Linked DNA regions of Macaca mulatta: region 1 is linked to region 2. The links are chromatin contacts, called in public Hi-C maps. All regions are on one chromosome and are shown on one strand. Each heading gives the region's core, a stretch centred on a gene start, on an enhancer-like site or on the middle of the called end of the contact. The rest is flanking DNA. Distances are from core to core; before and after follow the strand shown. Region 1 holds the start of PRELID2 (PRELI domain containing 2). Region 2 holds the start of KCTD16 (potassium channel tetramerization domain containing 16).

Region 1 (6,927 bases), core at 3,095-5,594, 1.6 Mb after region 2:
TTCCTTTGAAACAAAAATCATAAAGACTGAAAGAAAAATAAAAGTGTATTTTGCCAAAAAGATAATTATTACTACCCTAGGTTTATAAAAAAAAAGCTTTTCAAACTGTCAACACATGTGATATCCTCACAACAACCCTGGAAGGTAGGTGGGGTAGGTGGCATTACCATTTTCACAGAGGAGAAACTAGGGCTTACACAGTTGTGATGTTACTCACTGCACAAGGGCTCCTCGTCAAGTGCACCCATGGGCACAGGACTGCACCCACCTAGAGGAAGGAGTACCATTTTCTAATTTGCATAAATAGTCTCATTTGCTTTCCACCAGCCCTATGAACTGTGAGCTTATGAAGTGGACCCCTAAAAGATGCCTTTTCTAATTTGGACAAGGACACAGTATAGGATGGTGAAAACGGTTTTCCATGGCCACCCAACCTAACAGTGAAAGCATAATGATTAGGATCCAGGTCTACTGAATTCCAGTTCATGGCTTTGAATAACATAAGGGGAAAATTCACCCAGCAAATGGATTTACTGACATCTTATAAATAGCCACATAGCTCCTTTCAAGAAATCTCTGAAGGATTCCTTTATGAATGAATAGAAAGAAAGGAAGTACAGTGACATGCATGACGTTAACACTGTTCCATCACTAGATCTTTAGTCTCCAAATGTTTGTCCCTTGTTTTCCCAGTTCCGCCTTCCATTTCCCAGTTCTGATATTCCCAGTTCTGCCTTTCTCAGTTCTGCCTTTCCCAGTTCTTCCCTTCCATAGTTCATGTTCACTATGTACCAGGTACTCTGCTAAATATTTTATAAGAATTACAACAGGTTCTAACTGAATATAGCTATATAAGTGACCTCAGCTATACCACACAGCACACAAAAACCAACCACATGAGCTTAGTCAACTCACAGAATTGTGAAAATTAAAAGCCTGTCGTTGGTTTAAGTCATTAAATTTTGGAGCGGTTTGTTACATACCAATAGATAACTTAAACATTCTGTGTTCTCACCCTAACATACATCCAAGTTATACCTTTATATCAGGGACAACAGATCCACACAGCTAAGCAAACTCTGAGAGAAGACTGTGAACAAAAGAAAACAGATTGAGCACAGCAAAGTTTTTTGGGCTTGTTTGTTTTTGTTTTTGAGACAAAGTCTTGCTCTGTTACCCAGGCCGGAGTGCAATGGTGTGATCTTGGCTCACTGCGACCTCCACCTCCTGGGTTCAAGTGATTCTCATCTTAGCCTCCTGAGTAGCTGGGATTACAGGCATAGGCCACCACACCTGGCTAATTTTTTGTATTTTTGGTAGAGATGGGGTTTCGCCATGTTAGCCAGGCTGGTCTTGACTCCTGACCTCAAGTGATCCACCAGCCTCGGCCTCCCAAAGTGCTGGGATTATAGGCGTGAGCTGCTGCACTCGGCCAGCAAAGTTGATTCTGAAACACTGTATTCCCTCAATGATTGTTGGAAGCGCCTATTATATGCAATGCAGCAGAGCCTGGTGACTCAGGGTGTGAGTTTTGGATCCGTGTGTTAAAATACTGGCTGTCCTACCTGCTAGCTGTAGGAACTTGAGGAAGGCACTTGGACTTCTCTGGTCCTCAGTTTCTCTATATTGTAAAATGGAAATTAATCATAACTACTTCCTGAGGGTGTTGGCAGCAGTAAACATGATAAAGTATGGAAAGCACACATGAGCGCACATACACACACACACCATGCCACACCACACACCACACACCCAGTCTTCCTAGGAAACTTCTATTCATGCTTCAGCCATCATTTCACAAGTGCCACTTCTTCAGGGAAGCCTTTCCTAAAGATCACCCTGTCTGACTTCAGCAGGCCTCCCTGCTGTATTCGAGCACCATGTATTTTCCTTTTATAAGTACACAGCATCAATTTGAATTTTGTGTTCGTTTGCTCATCATTTATTTATGTTAATCTCACCCACTACACACCATCAGTTCCATGAGAACAGGGTCTGTGGTGACCTCCCACATTTTTCTAGCACCTAGCACAAAGCTTAGCACACAGAAGATAAGTATCTATTCAACAAAAGAAAAGCATTTTCCAAAAGCTGACAATGCACCGAGACCTCCGTAAATGAGAACTTGGCATTGTGTTGTGTGCTTCTGCAGGAGTGAGTCTCACCTTTAAAAACTTGAGAGTCTAATGGGAAATACAACACGGACAGAAGTCACCATCCGACACTGCAGAAGGTCAGCAAGGCCTAGACAGAGTGCCCTGAGAGTTCTGAGAAGGTGGAGATCGACTAACTCTTGATGATGACAATCCAAAAAGACTTTACAAAGGAGCAGTGGCATAAGAATACCCAGACTCCAAAGTGCCAGTCCTAACAAAAACATTGGGTGTTGGCTGTTACTTTTTGGGTCCAGAAGCCTGGCCTAAGGCAAAGTCTACAAAAGATCTGTAAATCACTCATTCCTTTATTCATTGATCAGGTTTTTATTAAATACCTAGTAGGTGCTAGGCACTAGTCTAGACACTGAAAATCAATGAACATATCAGCAAGCTGACATTCCTTCTAAAGAGGCCCCCTATAGCAAAAAAATGTTAACCAGTGTCCTCCTCATTCCTCTGTGACCAGGGCTACCGTGTCACCTCCTCTAATGGAGGCTATGCCTTATCGTTTAACAAATGACCTTCGTCTTCCCAGCATCTCCCTTAGTTTGGCTTCCGGGTTGCATATGGAGTTCAATGTCCCGTGGCTGCTAACCAAGGCAAACTGCAATTGTTGCAAATCTTGCTTAAGAAAGTGAAAACTGAAGGGGACCTTAAAAGATCTTCTGGTACAATCCTTCATCTTATAGATGTGGAAACTAAGGCCTAGAGAAAAGACCCTCGGCCAAGGTCACCCAGAGAACTAACCACACATAGAACCAGACCAGAGTACAGGAGTCCTACCTCCCAGGCCTGGGCGCTTTCGATTTCTCAAAGACATTTCCCATTTTCCTATTATCAGGACCCACAACCCTAGAAACAGTCTTTAGGATTCAGGGCCACTCAATATTGAGGAAGAGTTCATTACTTGTATTGAAATCAGTTGTAGTAATACAAACAACAATAACATTTTAGAGCCCTAACTAAACATCAGTAGCAGTGAGAAAGAAAAAAAAAAAAAAGCTCAGAGCAGATTGTGTGAGTTACAGTGAAATACGCAAAACCGATCAAGCCCAGAGAGACAAGAGTACAGGACTTCGGTGGTGCCCTCCTCACCCAACCTATTCCTGCGAGCAACCTATTCCTGCGAGCCCAATTTTGTTCCCGACCAGTTAGATGCCTTACCCATTACCTTCAAGTTCCCGGAATTTGTGATACAAAGAACAATGTACAGCCAATCAATAGTTTATATTATTTTAATATAAATTCTTGGTAAACAACTTAGGAACCGCTTCTTATTCTCCTTTAAAAACCCACTTTCGACTTCTGCTCATCAGAATGTGTACTCAGGGCACCTTCACTCCCAGGATGCAGTCCTCAAACTTGGCTCAAATAAACTCTCTTTTTATATTGATTTTGCCTCAGTTTCTTCATTTAGGTCACAGCTGTGATAAGCACTTTACGTAAGTTACCTCATCTGGATCCTCACAACAATTCTGAGTCGGTACTATTATCTTCCCCATTTTACACATTAGCAAACTAAGGCACAGAGAGACTAAGCAAGCTGCGCGAAGTCCCACAGCTGTTTAATAAGGGGAAGTGGAGAGGCGGCAGAACGATAATGCTGAGTAAACCAGGATGACTGCCCAATGGCCTCCCCTCGCTTTTAAGGGGTCAGTGATGAACGGGAAAGCTCCACACGTCGGTCATCTGCAACTCCACGGAGTTCGCGAGCTGGCATTCCCCGAGGCTCTTCCTGAAAGGAAAGCCTCTTCTTTCAGCTGGGGCAGGTGTGAACGTGATGCCAAGCACGGCGCCTTTTCCCGCTCCCTGTAAGGGGAGTTTTCGAGGAAATCCCTCTCGACCCACACATCCCTGAAGCAAAGCCCGCGGCTGGAGAGAGAGACGGACGATGCCAGCTTCCGCGTGGATGGAGGAGAGGAGAGGGGGCAAGCAGCGGAGGCAGCGCGGGATCCGGAGGGTGGAAGCGGGGCGGTACCTTTCGGAGAAAGCTGGCGACCACCTGCTCGAAGGGGTACTTGTACACCTGGTGCACGTCCACCGAGACCCCCATCCCCGCGCTCCCCGGGCCCCGCGCACCGGCCACGCCTCCGCGAGCGCAGAGCAGCCCAAGGCTCCGCCGAGGCCCGCAGGCGCCCACACTTGGACAGCCACATGGGCGTGGCCTTTTTCCTCCGCTTTTCAAACTTTCGAAACTTTATTGGCCACTCGGAGAAACGCGCAGTGGGCCACGCCCACGCCCCTGCCCCTACGCCCAGAGTCACGGAGGCGGGTGTTGTAGAGCGCGGGAGGTGCTGGAGCGCGCCCAGAGCACCTAGGGCCCCGCGGTCTCCACGCTGGCGGCGCCTGAGCGGCCCTGGTACCCTCCCGCGGCCGCGCCTGCCGAAAGAAGCTTCTCTGCCTGGAAGCCATCACGCCCCGCCCCAGGAAACCTGGACCTTGGGCTTGTGCGTTTATGGTATCACCGCCTGGAGTCACAGAATAAGCCGTGGTTGGCAGCACGGGAAAATATTAATAAGGAAGGTCTGGTGTGACAAAGGCCAGCATTACTCACGCCACCAGGCAGCTGCCTCTGAGGCTTGGGGTTGGGCCTTGTGTAAGGTCAAGATTGCCTCGGGAATAAGAACCTCGTTTTAGTGCATCCAACCCTGCAGTTAAGTTCCTTTGCTCGCTGAGGTTAAACACCACGGAGCAGGGAACTAGAGGATACAAAAGAGTTGCGAGTATTATTCTTTACTGCAACGCCCAGATGTTAGGAGAACCAGCACGTTCATCCGTGTATTCAGCACGGTTCTGAGACCTCCTATGCCCCAGCGCTGCGGTGGGCACTGCGGATTCTGCCGGGAGGAAACACATGAGCCGGCTGATTTCACACCCAATCAACAAGCTGGGAAAATAAACACAATAATCGGTTAAAGTGACACGGGCGCGGGCATGATTTTAGCGAGGGTGATTATGGAGGGTCTCCGAGGTGATGACTTTTACGATTTTGCCATCTTGCTCGCCCCTGCTGTACACAGTCACACTGGTCTGGCAAAACCCTAGCCTTGTGTAAATCTAGCTCTCCTCTGACTGTCCCTACCCAAGCCACCGGAAGGGGCTGGAGGAAAATACACACCCACTGTGACAGGCATCTTTTAAATTCATAACCACTAACCCTATGGCGCCTTTTAATGGTACCAAATACACTATGAAAGTACCGAATTTCTGGCCGGGCACGGTGACTCACGCCTGTAATCCCAGCGCTTTGGGAGGCCAAGGTGGGCGGATCACCTGGTCCGGAGTTCGAGACCAGCCTGGCCAATATGGTGAAACCCCGTCTCTCCCCGTCTCTCCTAAAAATACAAAAATTAGCTGGGCGTGGTGACGGGTGCCTGTAGTCCCAGCTACACAGGAGACTGAGGCAGGAGAATCGCTTGAACCAGGGAGACGGAGGTTGCAGTGAGCGGAGATCGCCCATTACACTCCAGCCTGGGCAACAAGAGCAAGACTCCATCTCAAAAAAAAGAAAAAGAAAAAAGAAAGTACTGAATTTCTCTAATCCACTTACTCTCCCACATTCCTCTCACCTCACACCTCTCACATCTTTGTTCCCAGTCTTATACTCCAGTCATTACCTTACTTCCATTTTCACTTAGTCAGTAGGTCACATCGCTCTGCCACCTCTCTACCAACCAGACCAAATGCCCTGCCTTCCCTCTTGTTCCTGTGGCTGAACTGTCAGCACTTTGTTTTAGCACCAGTGTCTCCATTTGTCCACTGAATCCTGAGGTGAACTGAAAAATGTTTAACAAACAGCTCTCCTTTAAAGCATAAATCACGCAAGGCCCTGATTTCCAAAGGTTGCTGATTCCTGTGGTGTAAATACTCCTACCATGTTTAAAGATGCCAACTCAATGTCACTAAACACAAGTTGGGGATTTAGCAACATGGAGTTTAGTGAGGGGTGGGAGTTGGGGAGGGAAGCACAGAAGCACACCATCACATGGTATTTTCACCACCTACATACAACAGCCATAAAGAACCAAGAACATAGATAATGGAAAAATGCAGTAGGAAGGGATGAGTTTTCAATGTTTATTACTCTTTGGCCAGGCTGCTATGGTTCCTGCCTGTAACCTCAGCACTTTGGGAGGTCAAGGCAGAAGGATCACTTGAGGCCAAGAGTTTGAGATCAGTGTGGGCAACATAGTGAAACCCCATCTCTACAAAAAATAAAATAAAAAATAAAAATTAGCCAAGTGTGGTGGCACACACCTGTTGCTAAGGCCAGAGGATCTATTAAATCCAGGAGTTCAAGGCTGTAGTGAACTATGATGGTGCCATGCACTCCAGCCTGGGCCACAGAGTGAGACCCATCTCAAATAAATAAATATTTATTAATTTTTATATGTAATTTATGTGATTGTAAATTTATACGCTTTAATAATAGCTGTGTTGAATGGCCAGCTCTAGTACATCACTAAAAGTTCCCATCCTCTTTCTTGTTCAAGGCCATCGCTCTAGCAATATCTCCCTTTCTGCATCATCAGCTTTGTCTCTAGTGGGCCATTCCAGCCAGCACAACAAGTACACTGTAATTTCTTCCATTAAAAAGAAAAAGAAAAAAAAAAAAACACTCCTAACCCTCTTAACCCCCTATCTTCACTATCTTCCTCCAGCTGTATTCCAAGTCTCTGCTCCACTGATGCTTCTCAAAAGAGCTCCCTGTAATGTCTTCAGTCCATTCCAATCAGTATTTGCCCCCACCACTTCACTGAAGCTACTGTTG
Region 2 (7,013 bases), core at 2,266-4,765:
CAACATGAATGGGCTTCAGGTCAGTCTTGAACCAAACCCCTGATCTCTCAGAAGGTAAGGGAGGCCTAGACCATCTTGCTTTTCTGAGGTTCCATTTAGATTAAAGAGTAGATATGCCCAAATAGAGTTAGCAAAGCTAGTGTTTATTTTTAACTGCTTACTATAATAAACTCTTTTAGCACATAACAGTATAAAAATATGATGCAATGTAATTGTGCAAAACAAGATATTTACAGTGTTTATGAAAAATACCAATTTAAAATGTTTCAGGTGGTATGATCAAATCATGGGTTGCAAGATTAAAGTGGTCTGGTGAATGTTTTCCATTTTTCAATTCTCGGCATGTGTCTCTGTGAATGTATGTGTGATCTAACTTCAAAAAGAAGTTTCATAGTCAAAATTTGAGGAATTCTGCTTATGTGAATCATCAACTACATGCCCCCCCCACCCCCGCCCCTCACTGGTTCCTCTTTTTACTCAGCCTTTCCTGAGAGGGTCTGCCTTGACAGTGAATGCAATCTTTTATGCTCATAGGTTCACTTCCTAGGTTTTATTAGATGCTCTAGGCAGTCCATTTTCCAAAAAAGGGTACGAACCTACTTGTCTCAAAAGTAATCTAACCTATTAAACCCAGACCAATGAACAGAACTCCTCATTTTAAAAATTCAGAATATTCTTCTTTTATATTATAAAATCTTTTAACCTTGCAATTTAAATTAATATTAATTATTGGCATGCTTTAAAAAAGCATGTTTAGTAATCTTGAAATTTGTTGTTTCAAATTTCAAGAAAGTGTCTTGAAATTTGTTGTTTCCAAAAAAATCTTGTTTCTTAAATTTGCCACCTCTCTATTCCTGTTCAGGAACATGTAAGGTTAAAACGAGGACACGGCTTATCCTAAAGAGTCAGTGGTCTAAAGCCCATCCTGCTACTCTGGCGCTGTGTGACCCTGAGGCAGTGCTCACCCTCTCTGTTCCTCAGTTCTGCATCTCTAAGATGAGATAGTTAATTTTTCATTCCTCACGTCCTTTTTAGCTTTAAAAGATTATGAATTTTCTTACTCTGTTTCTCCACCTACTTCCATACTGCCCCTGCAATGTTTTAATACCTGAGCTCCAAGGCTATTGTCATGACGTTCTGGCCTACTCTCTTAGAAATAAAAGAAAACAAAACATTTGCTTACTTTAACTACAACCAAAACCAGTACTTAATAGGTCTGAATTCAGATATATTTTGTCTTTGACCTGATGTCAATGAAATATTTATTTTCTTGTCATGGTGAGCAGTGCATGCCAAGGAAACTTAGATCACTATAAAAACTTAAAAATAAAAGAAAATCTAAATGTTTTGGCCCTGTTGCCAGATACAGAGCTGCACTGATAGCTTAGGGCACTAGATGGCGATATAAGTGCATCACATAACAAACATCTTCTTGATTGGTCCAGCATTAAAATCCTAATGATTGAGGCCAGAACAGGTTAATGCATTAGTTAAAGAAATGAAGTCAAATATAATCAGATGTAGGAATGTTGGCTAATGCTCTGAATATGTTCAGTAACCCAATGCTTATTGACAGAAAAGATTGTTAAAGTAGAAACTAATTTATCCTACTGTTGGGTGTATCTTCAAGCTAATTTTTTGGGCAAGAGTAGCCAATAAGCACGTTTCTCATAAAATGTGTATAATTCCTAAGTTCAGCTCCATTTTTGGTTTTCACTTTTTAAAAATAGCAATTGTTTGGAATGGCGTGTGCCTCACATATATTATTCATTACCAAGCACTATATTCTTATGAGGGATGTGAGCTCTAAGACACTGGTGTTTTAAAGGGGAAATGGCAGACTTACTGTAAGCTGTTGGCTGGGCCATTATTGACTGGCAGGCTCAACTGGAAGCACTTTGTTAGTGGATTAGGTTGCCCTGGAAATGCCTTCCTGAAACTCTAATGATGCACTTAAGGGAGCCCTCTGGAACAGGAGTAAAATGTCTTTTAGCAGGAGTGCCTTCCACCAGAGTCCTCTTGGGATGACTTGGGAGGGGGCTGGGGGCGCATCCAAAGAGATGCTCAGTAAGGAAACAACCCCAGAAAAAGGTTGCAGGTATCAATTTCTTACAGGTAAGCTAAGATAATGACTTATGGATGGATGCAAACTGTGGGCTTTCTGTGGGTGCCAGTGTTTCATGTCTTCATTTCGAAAGAGCATCATTAATTTCAGAGAGTGTTTATTTATCTACCCATCTACGTATATATTAATAGTTATTTATTTATTTGCTAGGGGTTGTGGTGGCAGGCAGACGAAACAGAAAAGAAAAAAGAGAGAATTTGAGTGTATATGGTTTAAATCAAAGGATTAAATAAAACCCACTTTGTAGTTTGAACATTGGGGTCATTTGGTGTGCGTGTCTGTGTTTTAAAGCAAGCTTTAGAGAGAAATTTGCCCTTCAGCAGGAATTCCGTGAGCGGGAAGGGGATAAGGGGGAGGGGGGAAGATTTGTAGATTTTTCAAATAAAAAGTCACTTGTGTTTATCTCACAACTTACCTCTTGGGTGGGGGGCGGGGATTTGCTGTGGGATGGTGATGGTGGTGGAGGTGAAAACAAGAAAGAATGAAAAGGCCCTTGGAAACTCCAGACTCCAGGACAGGACAGGGAGGGAAGTGGCTGCGCAGCACTGCGTCTCCGCCCCAAGCCCCGCGCGCCCGGCAATCGCGTGCCCACCGCTGGAGCGCGGCGTCCCCATGCAGTCCTGGCAACCTGTCACGGAGGAGGACGTGACTCGGAGCTGCCGCCGCTTCCTCTAAGCCATATTCCTTTAAGATGATGTAATAGTCATTTCCCTGGATGGTTTCTTGCCTGCACTGCTGAAACAACAGCATCCGAACTGCACTGGGAACTGTGGAACCACCCAGCTCCGCCACCAGAGAAGCCGGAGCCCCGGGCCCCCCGCCGGCATCTCTGCGCTGCGTTGGCCTCTGGCTCCCACCGGCTCCCACCTGGCTGGGAACATGGGAGTCTGTTTGCCCTTGCCGGCAGGTGGGGTGGCTACCTGGGACCCCAGCAGGGCACGTCTCTCCATCTTTCTGCTTCTGGGCTTTCTGAAAAGCTTCTAAGTCCTGGTACCTCTTGCAACTCTCTTCTAAGGATCCTTTCCAAAGATTTCTTTTTCCATTTTTCCCCCCCACGGGGAAGCTTTGGTTGAATATTTTCTCTGCTTTACTTCTTCAACCCAACCTCCTCTCATCACGGTTTAACTTTTTTGTGACTTGTTTTAACTTAAGATACGGAGTGAATACATATGTACCTACATACTTACATAAACACAAATAGGCATTTATATAAATACATACATATAATAGTTATTTTCCAAGAGCACACCTCTCTGGCACTTTTCATTGATACCTCGGTCGTTTACCTGTTTGGGATTTGACAAGATCCAGACTCAGTTTGGCTGTGGATTCTGATTGCTTTACAAATGGTTATTATTATTTTTTTTTCACAAGAACTGGGTCTCCAGCACTCACTAAGGTAAGCTCTAAGACTTATTGCTTTTCCTGTCCAGCTGAAAGAAAACCCCATTTAGAAGTTGAAAATTGCATGTTTCTTTTTAAGGTAGACTTACAAGTAAAATTGTTTTTCATACTAATTGCTGGAGACAGAGGCTTATAGATAAACATGTAGACACAAAATCGCATGAGAGAAGCATGATTTAATTGAAGAATGACTGAGATCAGTAGTTCCAGAGCTGCTTATGTAAAATAATCTCTCTCTCCCTCCCTCTGTTTTTCCCTCCCTCCCTCTCTCTCTCTCCAGAGGACTCTCTTTTTCTGACTCATTCCGGGTTTGAGGAAATAATTTTTCTCTTTTCCTTCAGACGGACATCTGAGTAACTGGGGAATTGGCCTGCCTTGCCTGTGAGCTTGACGGAAGATTGGATATAGATGAGTTGATTATATTCTATGAAGTAACAGCTCACTACCATCTACCATCCAGGGTTTAAACTACTTTTTCAGCATCACTTCACCTGTGGACTCTTATACATTTTGCTTTCTTGGGGGAAAAAACCTGGGATAAGAGGAGGTCATTTTTTAATAAGTTAGCATCCTTTTCCCTTTCTTACAAGTTGATCCGAAGGATAAGGCTGTGACTCCATTGGATTGCACCTTCAAATCAAAATAGCAGCAGCAGAAGAAAGGGACAATGGCTCTGAGTGGAAACTGTAGTCGTTATTATCCTCGAGAGCAAGGGGCCGCAGTTCCAAACTCCTTCCCTGAGGTAGTAGAGCTGAATGTTGGGGGTCAAGTTTATTTTACTCGCCATTCCACATTGATAAGCATCCCTCATTCCTTCCTGTGGAAAATGTTTTCCCCAAAGAGAGACACGGCTAATGATCTAGCCAAGGACTCTAAGGGAAGGTTTTTCATTGACAGAGATGGATTCTTGTTCCGTTATATTCTGGACTATCTCAGGGACAGGCAGGTGGTCCTGCCTGATCACTTTCCAGAAAAAGGAAGACTGAAAAGGGAAGCTGAATACTTCCAGCTCCCGGACTTGGTCAAACTCCTGACCCCTGATGAAATCAAGCAAAGCCCAGATGAATTCTGCCACAGTGACTTTGAAGATGCCTCCCAAGGAAGCGACACAAGAATCTGTCCCCCTTCCTCCCTGCTCCCCACCGACCGCAAGTGGGGTTTCATTACTGTGGGTTACAGAGGATCCTGCACCTTGGGCAGAGAGGGACAGGCAGATGCCAAGTTTCGGAGAGTTCCCCGGATTTTGGTTTGTGGAAGGATTTCCTTGGCAAAAGAAGTCTTTGGAGAAACTTTGAATGAAAGCAGAGACCCTGATCGAGCCCCAGAAAGATACACCTCCAGATTTTATCTCAAATTCAAGCACCTGGAAAGGGCTTTTGATATGTTGTCAGAGTGTGGATTCCACATGGTGGCCTGTAACTCATCGGTGACAGCATCTTTCATCAACCAATATACAGATGACAAGATCTGGTCAAGCTACACTGAATATGTCTTCTACCGTAAGTACAAAGGGTTCTTTTAATTTTTTATGTGTGTCAATTCTCTTCGCAAATGTATATGGTCTGTGTGTTCTGTCCATACCTAAGGAACATGGTTTGGAATTCTTTTAACTCTTGAGTTATAGTTAGAGAATTAGAGGTTATAATTCAGCTCTCATGATTAACCTAAGGCAACTTTTATCCAATGAGGTCACAGAATATTCAAAGGCCTCCAAAATCACAAGATGCAAATGATGTTGGTATATGCAATATGTAAAATGGAAACAAGCATGTATATCTTTTTTTTTTTTTTGCCAAATATTGAATTGTGAAAATAAGGTTGATGATTGCATCTTGGCTGTTTGTCCATAGGAGCTTGGTATACTCAGTGGAAAAATTACTGCTGTCTATTCATTTAGCTGGACTTTGAGGTCTATTAAGCTGGTTGCTGAAGACTTGCTTTCATCAGGGGCTTTGAAAACACAAATGGATGTTGCCATGAATAATGTGGTCTTGGCTAGATGGCAGTACAGACTGCTGAAAGGCCCCCTCCTCCCCCCAAGTCTAAAATTTGCTTTTAAGGGTTTTACAAATCTGCTGTTTGATTCTGAAGCCTTTTGTACTGAGACCTGAGTTGCACTGCAGACTTAATTAAGCTGAACTTCATTTAAGATCTATCTAAAAGGAACTAGATCCTTGAGAATTGTCAATCACATGCAAACACCTTCAGACAGCTGAGGTGATAGAATTACTGACATAAAAGGAAACCAGAGAGGGAAGAAATGAAACAATGATACTGAAGCCTTTTAAGTAAGGGGTTCTTAGAGGTAAGTTCATTTGCTTAAATGAAGATACCCTGCAGATTCCTCATTTTATGATATGGCATTATTCTAAACTATAAACTATGAGCCATTGATCTCTGAAAGGAAGAGTAAATCAGCCTGCACTCTTTGGTACTCGATTTTAACTGCCAGTTTTCAACAGGCCCAGGAGTTGGGTGAAGTAAATTCCACAAGAAATGTGTTTCCAGTGTTAACATTTGATTTCCTGTATTCTTATTCTAAAACAAATCCAGAATTCAGAATTAAAATATCTAAATTTCTTTAAACATAAAAGTAGGACTGACTTTCTTGGACTGGTTTTCTTCCTTAGTTATGTTTATTCATTTGGCAATGGTGCTGGAAACCTTGGTGAAGAGGCTAGTGGGAAGCCAAGTTGTTCTCTACTAAGCTGTCACACATTTGGTTTTGAGAAGTGAAGGCACACGTATTGCATAGCCAGAACAACCTGTGGAAAAAAATGAAATCAGTAATCAGTTCAGGAGTATACTGATGTGCAATAACAAACATCATTTGGTTCATTAATCCTATCTGTGGCCTTTATCTACAGTCTATATCTTCCTTTATGCTAGAGCCTAGTGGACAGGTATTGTTTTCTTCCTTTTGGTAAATTTCTCACTAGTGTAGAGATAAGATTCTGCCTTTTTAGCTTTGTATAAAGGAATATGACATTATCTATCGTTCTAAAGAAGAAATATCTTCTCCAAACTTTTTGGAGAAGTACATCTTAGAGATGGTTCCCATGCAGCTTTGTAATATTTACCATGTTCTCCAATTTTGAATATTTGAAAACATAGCATCATAAGAAGCTTCAACCACATAAATGAAAACATACCAGTTATACCCCCCAGAAAGACCACATTGGATTTATAGTCACTTGCTTACAGAAATGAGACCCACACACTGAAATTTATTTGTCTACCAGTGGCATTTCTGTGTTCATCAAAGGCTCATCTGTCCAACACAATTTCCCTTTAGATTGCTCTGGACAGGCTCCATTCTCCTGACTATGTCATTTCTTCTTTCTTTGTTGAATTGCTGAGAGATTGCTGAGGAATAGTTTGTTCTCCATCTCTCCATGGACAGGCTAGCACAAATGCGCAGGAACTTCATACCAGCAGCATATATCTTGCAAATGATATGCTTCCCCTTTGTACCCAACATCCA

The links. Hi-C and Micro-C count contacts between places; a contact is called where the count stands out from the background.
Region 1: a contact with region 2 is called in a Hi-C map of fetal cortex germinal zone, with 4 times the contacts expected there. The contact joins the promoter of PRELID2 here to the promoter of KCTD16 in region 2. A contact is called at or near these places in 5 of 14 Hi-C or Micro-C datasets (CD4 T cells, cortical neurons, fetal cortex germinal zone and 2 more).

What each region holds. Positions count from the first base shown.
Region 1 is chr6:154,722,140-154,729,066 of T2T-MMU8v2.0, forward strand. PRELID2 (PRELI domain containing 2) reads right to left here and starts at 4,345. Exons shown (of 7, transcript XM_001099038.5): 1 at 4,135-4,345. The coding sequence starts at 4,209.
Region 2 is chr6:153,075,310-153,082,322 of T2T-MMU8v2.0, forward strand. KCTD16 (potassium channel tetramerization domain containing 16) reads left to right here and starts at 3,516. Exons shown (of 3, transcript NM_001266825.1): 1 at 3,516-3,524; 2 at 3,871-5,028. The coding sequence starts at 4,197.